Regions from separate parts of the Mus musculus genome. Here region 1 is linked to region 2. Evidence: chromatin contacts called from public promoter capture Hi-C data. All regions are on one chromosome and are shown on one strand. The core of a region is the stretch at or near the end of the contact, and the rest is flanking DNA. Distances in the headings are between cores, read along the strand shown. Region 1 has its middle 9.4 kb from the start of Cyb561. Region 2 overlaps Gm35828 (a long non-coding RNA gene).

Region 1 (4,775 bases), core at 1,391-3,890, 440 kb before region 2:
CTCTGCTACCCTGCTCATGCCTGAACATGGACAAGGACGGGAAATGGCGTGGCTCGCAGCCTCAGCACCTCCCATGATGTCTTGCTCTCTGTGATGTTTAGCAGCATACAGTAGTTCATACATTCTTCCCACAACAGAAACTCCTGCTGGGTCTCTTCTCCCTGTGAAATGGGTTCCCAACCTCCAACATGCCTCCTCCCTCAGACTGAGCTGTGCACCACTGAGGAGGACCCAAGGGCTGGCTGGCTGGCTGGCTGGCTGGCGTGCGTGCGTGCGTGCGTGCGTGCGTGCGTGCGTGCGTGCGTGCGTGCGTGCGTGCGTGCGTGTGTGTGTGTAGAGAGTACCTGAGCCGGCTATGTAGATAGCGTTGGAGCGGTTGGAATCATTGTTGTCCAGGCAGCCTGGTCTCCCTGTGACAACCTGGAGTTGGTGAAAAACTTTGTCTCTTTCATGTGAAGAATCACTAGTTTGGCTTGCAGCTGTTGAGCAGAGGTAAAGCTCTTGCCTGGGTTAAATTCTCAGCACTACAAAGATGCAAACATCACTCATCTGCTCACAACACAAAAACCATTAGCTTTCTCCTCCTCCTCCTCTTCTATTATTATTATCATTATTATTATTAATTCGTGATGAGCCTTTTGGGGTGCCACTTGGCAGGAATCTGACATTGGCCATGACAAAGAAGTAAGGCCAGGCAGGGACCTGACATTGGCCAAGGACAAGGAAGTAATAATCTGATTTTAGGGTAGAACAAAGTGGGCTCAGATATCTTGATCATCCTTAGAAACAGCATCACTGGAGTGATCATGGGGCTTTGTGTTTATTGTCTTGCTTGTCCCTTGACTATTGTCCTTTTAGTTCCTTATTGTATTGCTTGCCCTAAATACTTGCATGAAATTAAAATGGTATAAAAGTGAATTGGGAAAAATTAAACCTGCCTTCAGTCTCAGAATTGACTGGGGTAATGCTACAATGATATCTAAATTTTATTTTTTCTTTTTAATCATCACTCCTGAACTGGAGAACCTGTTGACTGACTGAGTGGGCTTGGTTTATTATTATTATTATTTGTATTGATTTCTTTCAGTACTACAGATAAGGCTCAGGAGCCCAGTTACAATACTAAGCCAAAGCAATCTTTTTTTTTCTTCTTCTTCTTCTCATTGTTTCCTTTCTTTATGCTGTTTTCTGGGAGGTTGCATTATAGGCATAGGCTGGCCTAGAACCCAAGATTCTTCGGCCTCAGCCTCCAGAGTCCTGGGATTTAGGTACTGATACACGGGCAGTATACCACCATGCCTGGCTCTAACTCTGCCTCATTGTTTTGAGATAGAGGCTCAGGTAGCCCAGGCTAGCCTGGGCTTGTGTGTGTGGGACTCAACATGCTCTTGTTTCTTCTTCCCATCTGAACTGATGTATGTGCCCCAGGCCTGCCTCCTGAGCATTCCCTGCAGTTTTAGGTCAAACATAAACTTAATAAGTAAGACATTAGCTAGGCATGGTGGCGCACGCCTTTAATCCCAGCACTCGGGAGGCAGAGGCAGGCGGATTTCTGAGTTTGAGGCCAGCCTGGTCTACAGAGTGAGATCCAGGACAGCCAGGGCTATACAGAGAAACCCTGTCTCAAAAAAACCAAAAAAAAAAAAAAAAAAAAAAAGTAAGACATTGCTTTTTAAAAAATTGTTGAGTTAGTGTTTAATAGGTAGAGTTTTAGTGTCTTAGAGATGAATGTGTTTCTTCTCCTCCTCCTTCCTTCCTCCTCCTCCTCCTCTTCTTCTTTCTCTTCCTCCTCCCCCTCCTTCTCCTTCTTGGAGTCACTATGTAGCTCTGGCTGTCCTGGAACTTATTACATAGACCAGGCTGGCCTTGAACTCACACGATCCCCTTGCCTCCCAAGTGCTAGGATTAAAGGGTCCACCACCACACCACACCCAGCAAGAATGTATTTCTTACTGTACGTCTAAGAATGCACAAGAAGGCTTAGCAGGTAGAAGCAATTGTCACCAAGTCTGACAGCCTGAAAACAATCTTTGGCTACCCCATGGAAGGTGAGAACCAAAGCCTACACGATGTCTTCTGAACCCCGAGTATCCTCACTATAATAATATTTTTAAAAAGCAATTAAAAATAGTTAAGAGGCGGGGCATGGTGGCGCACGCCTTTAATCCCAGCACTCGGGAGGCAGAGGCAGGCGGATTTCTGAGTTTGAGGCCAGCCTGGTCTACAGAGTGAGTTCCAGGACAGCCAGGGCTATACAGAGAAACCCTGTCTTGAAAAGCCAAAAAACCAACCAACCAACCAAACAAACAAAAAACAAAAATAGTAAAGAGATTGAGTGTAGGCTCACATCTATAATACTAACATTCAAGAAGCTGAGGCAGAAGGACTGCCATATGCTCGAGGCCGTGCTGGCTCACATACACAGCTCCTTAAAATAAATAATTTGAAAGTTGATGTACTGCTGAAAAGCCTTGGGGCAGTGGGCCCAACCCTGTCTCCAGCACACCCTGTCCAGTCCATGCACCCCCAGGCAGCAGGAAAGGGGAACTGGTCATCTTCTAGCCCAGAAGGCAGCCTGGCTCTGCCATAGCTGTGGATAGCGGCAATGCATCTTGGCCGCTCGGGCCAGGAACATGTGAGTAAGTTCTGACTCACATCTGTCCTTTCCTGGTTGCCTCATCTGGCCTGGCCTTCATTAGACCCTCCCACTCGTTCATTTACTCCTTCCTTGGCTCGGTTCCATCAAGATCCAGAAAAACAGCTCAGGGCCTGTGCTCCTGTTTGGTGACACAGTGGGGACAGCACTGAGCGAGAGCCTGGCTTCACCTGCACAGACCCGTGGGGGATGTCCTGACGTGGAACCCCAAGAGGAGTTGAAAGCCATCAGTTGTGGCCTAGGGGGCACAGAGGCACTGAGTGCCCAGCAGGAAGGGGCCAGGAAGGGACAGGCAAGGTGGAAAGAAAGGCAGCCTGAGCTGCTCGGGTGAAGAGAGTGAAGGACGTTCTACCTCCAGGCATCAGAGTAGGGAGAGCAGGGGACCAGCATGTGCAGAGCTCCAGAGATCAGAGGCCATGGCCCAGTAGAGCCATGAGCTCGAGGCTGTTCCGTGGGTGGCTGTCTAGACAGTCCACGTTGAAGGGAGGCAGAGGAATGCCTCTCACGGAAGGAACACGTTCAAACCGGCTCAGGTGAGGGGCAAGAGTGGGGAGGCGTGGTTAAGGAGCGGGCACTGCTTAGTCCCCAAGGGCTGGGCTTTGCTGTGAAGATGGTTCTCGGTGTTGTATCTCATCCTGCAGCTGCAGGCAGGCAGACCCCTGTGCTCTGGTCTCCCTCCCCCAGCCACTAGGACCCTTTGACCTTCTTCTGTCCCCTGCATGCTGATGGGTCAGGGATCCATCCCAGAGAACTCACCAGAAGGCATTCAGCCCCTCCCCAAGAGCCCAGGAAGTGGCTCCCAGGGCCTTCTTCAAAGCTGGGCCTGTGTCAGTCAGGACCTAGCCTTCTCCTCTACTTGCCACTATTGGCGACCTCTACCCAGGATGCACTGCTGCTGGGATGTGGAGGTGCAACTTGACTAGGCTGTGTCTCCCTAGTGCTCCATGCAGTTCCACTAATTCCAACCTCCTAACCTTGCAAGTTAGGTACCACTTAACTCCCACTTTGCAGGTGAGAAAGCTGAGGCACAGGTGTTAGTTGAATGTGATCATCCAGGGGTGGAGCCCAACATGGCGGGACAGGGTCTCCAAGAACAGTGATGGTGTCTGATCTTTCCCCTTCCCACAGACTGTGAGGACTTCCGTGGTTTACAGGAGAAGACAGTGCTCAGGAGCGCACTGGTTTTGTTGTGTTTTGTTGTGCAGCATAGGTTGGTCTCAGCAGCTACCTTCCTGCCTGGGGTTGCGGGTAGGCGCCCATGTCCAGCCAAGTTCTTTACTCTTTGGACTCTTGGTACTGTTTAATCGCAAATCTTAAACCTATTTCTTATGGCTTTGCCTCTAGGAAGTCAAAGTCCCCCCTGTCGCTGTTCTTATGTGAACAGGGACCGGATGACACCCCTCTACACTGGCCCTGTGTGAGGTCTCCTTCCTACCCACCACCTCCCCTGCACACAGTGTATATAACGTCCTGGCAGGGATGAAGATTTTCTGAAGAGATGCCCCGTGTCCTTCCCTAGGCTGCCATGTACTGAGACACTGGTCCCCAATGAACAAGAATCCCCCAGACAGGCTGAAGCCTGGTGCCACCCACAGGGAGGGACTTGCCTCTTCACAAGATTTCACACAGTTCTGTCTGAAGGCCTTGCAGGAGAGACTGGAGGAGCCACACTGAATAAATCTGTTTTTAATTATTTACCACCCCCCCACCAAGTATGCACTCATGTGTGCACACAAGTGTGTGTGTTCTCACATATGTGCATGTTATGTGGAATGTGCATGTGTGTGTTACATGGTATGTGCATGTGGGGTGTATGTGTGTGTGTGTCTGTTGCGGTGTGTGTGCAAGTGGAGGCCAGAGGTCAGCAGCAGGCGTCACCCCTCAGTGGTTTTTCGTCTGAAGGTCACTGATCCTCCTGTCTCTGCCTCTGGTGATGGAATTTACAAGTGAGCCACAGCTGTGCCTGGCTGGCTTGCTTGCTTTCATTTACTCTCCTTCCCTTCCTCTCTCCTTCCCCCCTCCTTCCCTCCCTCCCTCTATTCTTTCATTTTCTTTTCTTTGTTTTTTGGGGACAGTCTCTCTATGTAGTCCTGGAGCTTGCTGTGTAGAACAGGCTGGT
Region 2 (4,866 bases), core at 2,024-4,523:
TCAGTGCTTCCTTTCAGTGGGAAGTAGCTTTTGGAACCAAGATCTTGTTGCTTGATGTCCCCCTGCCACCAGAGTGATTTTTGACTTTACACTTTCCCAGGAGGTAGATGCTGCTATCATCTTTAATCCAAATTCCGAAGTGACGCTGCAGGACTCAGTCTCTCCGTATGAAGTGTACAGTGAGGAACCTGGATCCTGTCATCTGAATATGTTTACTCAATTGTGCTTATTCGGATTGAGAAAAGAAAAAAGAAGAGGTTGAGAATTTCAAACACATCATCACTGGGAAAAACATGCTTACTAGAATTAAGATTGGTATTGTATAAGGTAAATTCTGTATATACAGCACAAATCCTCACTATGCCATTCAATGTGTTTCGACAAATACATGCATCCAAAATAAGAGTTAGAGTATGTCCAACATGGAAAGTTCTACTGTGGTTCTTCCTACCCTGTCTTACTTGCAGGTTTCTACTTTTCTGATTCACACACACACACACACACACACACACACACACACACATAGCTCCATCCCTCAAGGTTCTAGTTACCTTGAGTTGCTGTGACAAAACTGTGACCAAAAGCAACTAGAGGAGGAACAGGGTTTATCTCAGCTTATACTTTCAGGTCACAGTCCATTACTGAGGGAAGTCAGGGCAGGAACGCAAGGCAGGAACTGAAACAGAAGCCATGTAGGAATGCTGCTTACTGGCTTGCTTGGCCCGTGTTCTTATACAACCCAGGACCTCATGCCCAGGAGTGTACTGCTTATAGTGCTATGCACAATGCACTACCCACAGTGCACTACCCACAGTGCACTGCCCACAGTGCACTTCCCACAGTGCATTCACATGACTCATTAAGAAAATGTCCCACTACCACATCTGCAAGCCAGTATAATGGAGGCAATTCTCAACTGAGGTTCCCTCTTTCTGGGTGACTCTAGCCAGTGTCAACTTGAGCAAACTAACCAGTACATTCCTGCAAATGGGATGGAGCAGTATGAGCTCTGCTGAATCTGGCTTATTGTGTTCAGCATAATATCTGATGGATACATCACGGTAGCTCATCTGCTGGTAGTTAGTTTCATTTTAGGGTTGAGTGTTCCTCTATTGGATGAGTATGCCAGCATTTAAAACTATGTCCTTGTATGGACATTCGAACTGGATGCAGTTCGGGGATATTATGATCAAGGCATGGTTTGTCATGGGCAGGGTTTTTCACAAGCAGGCGCTTTCATGTCTCTTGAGTAAGAGTGAATGGGTGGCATTGGAAGCCAAGGTCATAGACCAGGTTCTCTGTCTCTCTGTCTGTCCGTCTGTCTGTCTGTCTCTCTCTCTCTCTCTCTTTTCAAGTCAGGGTTTCTCTGTATAGCCCTGGCTGTCCTAGAACTCACTCTGTAGACCAGGTTAGTCTCAAATTCAGAGATCTGCCTGCCTCTTTCTCTCAAGTGTTAGCACTGAAAGCGTGCACCATCGTGCCCAACTTAGACTAGTAATTTTAAATTGATTAGAACCACCCAACATTTTCCCACAACGGTTGCACTCTTTTTCGCTCACACCCCTGACGATCTCAGGCCTTCAGTGGTTATGACAGTGGCTGGCCTAATGTGTGATAGAGGAATGGCGTTCAGGACAGTGTTAATCTGTGGCCCCCTGGCTGTGTACAAGTTTTTGTGTAGACATGTTCCCATGTCTCCTTGGTGTTACCAAGCAGTGGAACTGCTTGATCAGCTGATAACTCATTTAATCATCTGAGGGACTACAAGGGTTTTTTTCCCCCCAAAGGAGCTCTGTCACTTACATTCACAAAAACAGTATATGAGGGAGGGTTCCATGTTTTCCATATTGTCGTTGACACTATCTATCATCTATCTATCTCTCTATCTACCTACCTACCTATCTACTTATTTATTTTGGTGCTAGGAACTGAACCCAGACCCCTCATGCATGCCAGCCAAGTATCCTGTCATTGAACTATAGCCTCAGATCCAATGTTTGTCTTTTAAAATTATAACTATCACCATGATAATTAAAGAATCTCATCTGAGATATTTGTTATTCATAAATATTTTTAGGGATTTTTTTAAAAAATTCAGTTCTCGATATGCAGTGTAGGGTGATCTTGAACTGTCAAGACTCAATATTCCCTCCTTTGCCTCCAGACCTGTGATTAAAGATGTGTTACAACTCTTCTGAAATGTTTAAATGGCAAATTTAAATATTAAAAAGGAAAAAATTTATAAAAACCGTGAAGTTCAGAAGATGACTTTTATGCCTGTGCTGAGAGAAAGGCTTGATAAACTGTCCCCAGAATTGCTGGTGGCATGGTGTGGATTCACATGTGTTTGTGTGCACATATGTGTGGCTATTTTGTGTGTACATTTGTGGGGTATATATTCAAATGCATCCATGAGGATGTGTGTGCGTGTGTACTTGTGCATGTGTGAACTTGTATTTGGATTGTGTACATAGTGTGAGTGAAGGAGAGGGCCGGCACACCCAGTTCATGCAGCTTTAGAAAAACAAAAACAAAAAACAAGGAGACAGGCTTACCAACTTTGGGTGAATACCGTCTTTAAACATAAAGGCACAAAAGTAACTGGAATAGAGGAGAAATACCCAGCGTAGAGTCAGGCAGGCCTACATTTGGATCTGGCTTTGCCTTCACCTGGTTGTAAGTCCTTTGAGCTTTGGCTTTCTGGTATGTGGAATGGTGTTAATGATACCTGTGTGAGGATTAAAAGAGAGTAGATGTTAGTGCTTTGTGGTTAGGAATGCAATTCTGTTCATTATGATAGTAGCCATAGATACCTTTCTTCTTTTTGACCTCTATCTATTCTTAGGAACATAGTATAATCCAGAGAGTGCGAGATGTATATTCAGGTAGACTTCGGGAAGGATACCGTGGTTTGTTAATTAAAACCTATGATCTCAAGGATGTTACTTGATGTCCCTGAGCCTCAGAGGTCAGTATACTTTATTAGGTTTATATGCAGATTAAGCCACAGGATTTATATTTAGGTCGAACCACAACACCAAGCAAGTAGGACATATTCAGTACAAACTATCTCTCTAAAACATGTGTGCCTTAAACATGAGTGACCTCACAGGCCATGGGCAAACAGGGGAGCTGTCAGGTCCCAGAAGTCACGTTGGTTCCTGCCCAGTATTTTTTTCCTAGCACATTGATGATCTGAAACATTCAGGGGCAAGCTTTCTCCGTGTATCTAATCCTTCAGTGCAGCGACTTGAGCTTTCTGAAGGTCTTAAGGAAAAGCACAGAGTACACACAGCAGACTTCTGCAGCTGTAGGGCGTGGCTTATATTAAGAGCCGGTGTGTTTCCTCGTGCCAAGTTTTCCTAAAGTGCAATCGGATGAGCTATGAAGACATTTCTTTTTGTACTAAAGAGATGAACTAGTTAAGAATGCTGTTCTCATGTGTGTTGCGTGTGTACACGTGTGCATGTGTGTGTAATGGCCAGAGATCATCCTCGGGTGTCATTGTTCAGGTACCACCTTGGTTTTTGAGATAGGGTTTCTCACCAGTTACCTATGACTGTCTGGTTAGTTTAGACTGGCTGAACTGCAAGCCCTAGGGATCTGCCTGTCTCTGCCTCCCGTCCCCCGGGCCATGTTTGACTTCTTCCATAGGTTTGGGGGATCAAACTCAGGTTCTTGTGCTTATATGACAAGCACTTTACCAGCTGATTTATCTCCCTGGCCCTTAGCTACGCTTTAAAGGAACTGTTTAATTTTGATGAAGCTAGTTCTTGTTAGAAGCTACCAGCCTCCCAGACCTTGCCATCTAGGGCTGTAGCCCAAGGACCCAGGGCTGAGATGTAGTACACAAATGCTTGGGAAAGTTGAGGCTTAAGAAGCCCAGTATTTCCTTAGTTTTGACACTGTTTTTGTGAGTGCTGAGGTTCTAAGGTTGGATACGTTTCAAGTGGTCTGTCCCAACCTCATTTTTCCCTTACAAGTTTTGTTATTTTTTTAAAGGTCATTTGCAGACCACAGAAGATTTTCCTAAATATATAGATGATGTTATAGCAAAGACATCTGTATAAGTCTGTTCCCCTCTAATATTCCTTATGTACTATAAAAATATGTGAAATATGTGAAAATATGTAAAAATATCGTTCATAGTGTTCATCTCATCAATTGTATGCAAAATCCCCATAATAGTCTTTTAACTGGGGGGCCACTGTTACATTGTTTTATGAACAGCAAAACTGAGATCTGTACGTAACAGTTACAGGAGGAAACTGGCCCAAGGCACGCAGCTAGAAAGGAGTTCGGAGAGACCTACAGGCATTTAAACAGGCACACCCGATCGTTGTGTTTTATCTGCCTTTTTAAGCACCAGCAGGTTATGTTCACATGGTTTCTTTAACGTGCAGGCTCTGCCCCATTGGAAAGTCAAAGTAAGCGAAGTTGTTGGTAACTCAGAGCTATTTACACTTCGCAAGTCTCATGTTTCATTCCAAGAAGTCAGGCTCATCAATTATTTGCATTTGGTAACATGCTAATTGTACAGATAATTAGCCCTGAGACTAGACATGAACATGAAAGTATAATGAATCGGTTCTGCTAATTGCTCTTTTCAGTTATGGACGGCCACCGGCTTGAAGTATTAACAGCTCTTACATTCAGTTTGCTAAGTTCTCCTTTCACTTGAGGGTTCACAAAGAGACTTTCTTTCTCAGGCCTATCTCGCCCCCATAGATTAGACCTGTTAGGAACGCTGTTGAGGAGCTCCCTGGGGCTGTCTCTGATGAGGCCTTTAGATGCTCACAAGTCTCGGTTAGTAACAGGTGAGCTCAACAGTTGCCATCACTGGCCCAAGTGTAGAGAGGAGAATCT

What was found. Promoter capture Hi-C pulls out the DNA fragments that hold promoters and counts their contacts.
Region 1: a promoter capture Hi-C map of the C10 cell line shows a contact between it and region 2, with 2.2 times the contacts expected there. The contact joins two enhancer-like sites. A contact is called at or near these places in 3 of 39 promoter capture datasets (the C10 cell line, hematopoietic stem and progenitor cells and liver), 1 of 115 datasets of contacts at active chromatin or transcription factors (fetal liver) and 1 of 9 other capture datasets (macrophages).

What each region holds. Positions count from the first base shown.
Region 1 is chr11:105,951,461-105,956,235 of GRCm38.p6, reverse strand. No RefSeq gene overlaps it. Among named protein-coding and RNA genes, the nearest start is that of Cyb561, 9.4 kb to the right of the region's middle. Within about 2 kb of position 2,640, at least 106 of the 459 cell types and tissues checked have an H3K27ac peak or open chromatin away from gene starts, as enhancers often do.
Region 2 is chr11:105,511,913-105,516,778 of GRCm38.p6, reverse strand. Gm35828 (a long non-coding RNA gene) reads right to left here. Exons shown (of 3, transcript XR_880249.3): 2 at 2,556-2,728; 3 at 1-676. Among named protein-coding and RNA genes, the nearest start is that of Gm39419, 3.1 kb to the left of the region's middle. Within about 2 kb of position 3,273, at least 3 of the 459 cell types and tissues checked have an H3K27ac peak or open chromatin away from gene starts, as enhancers often do.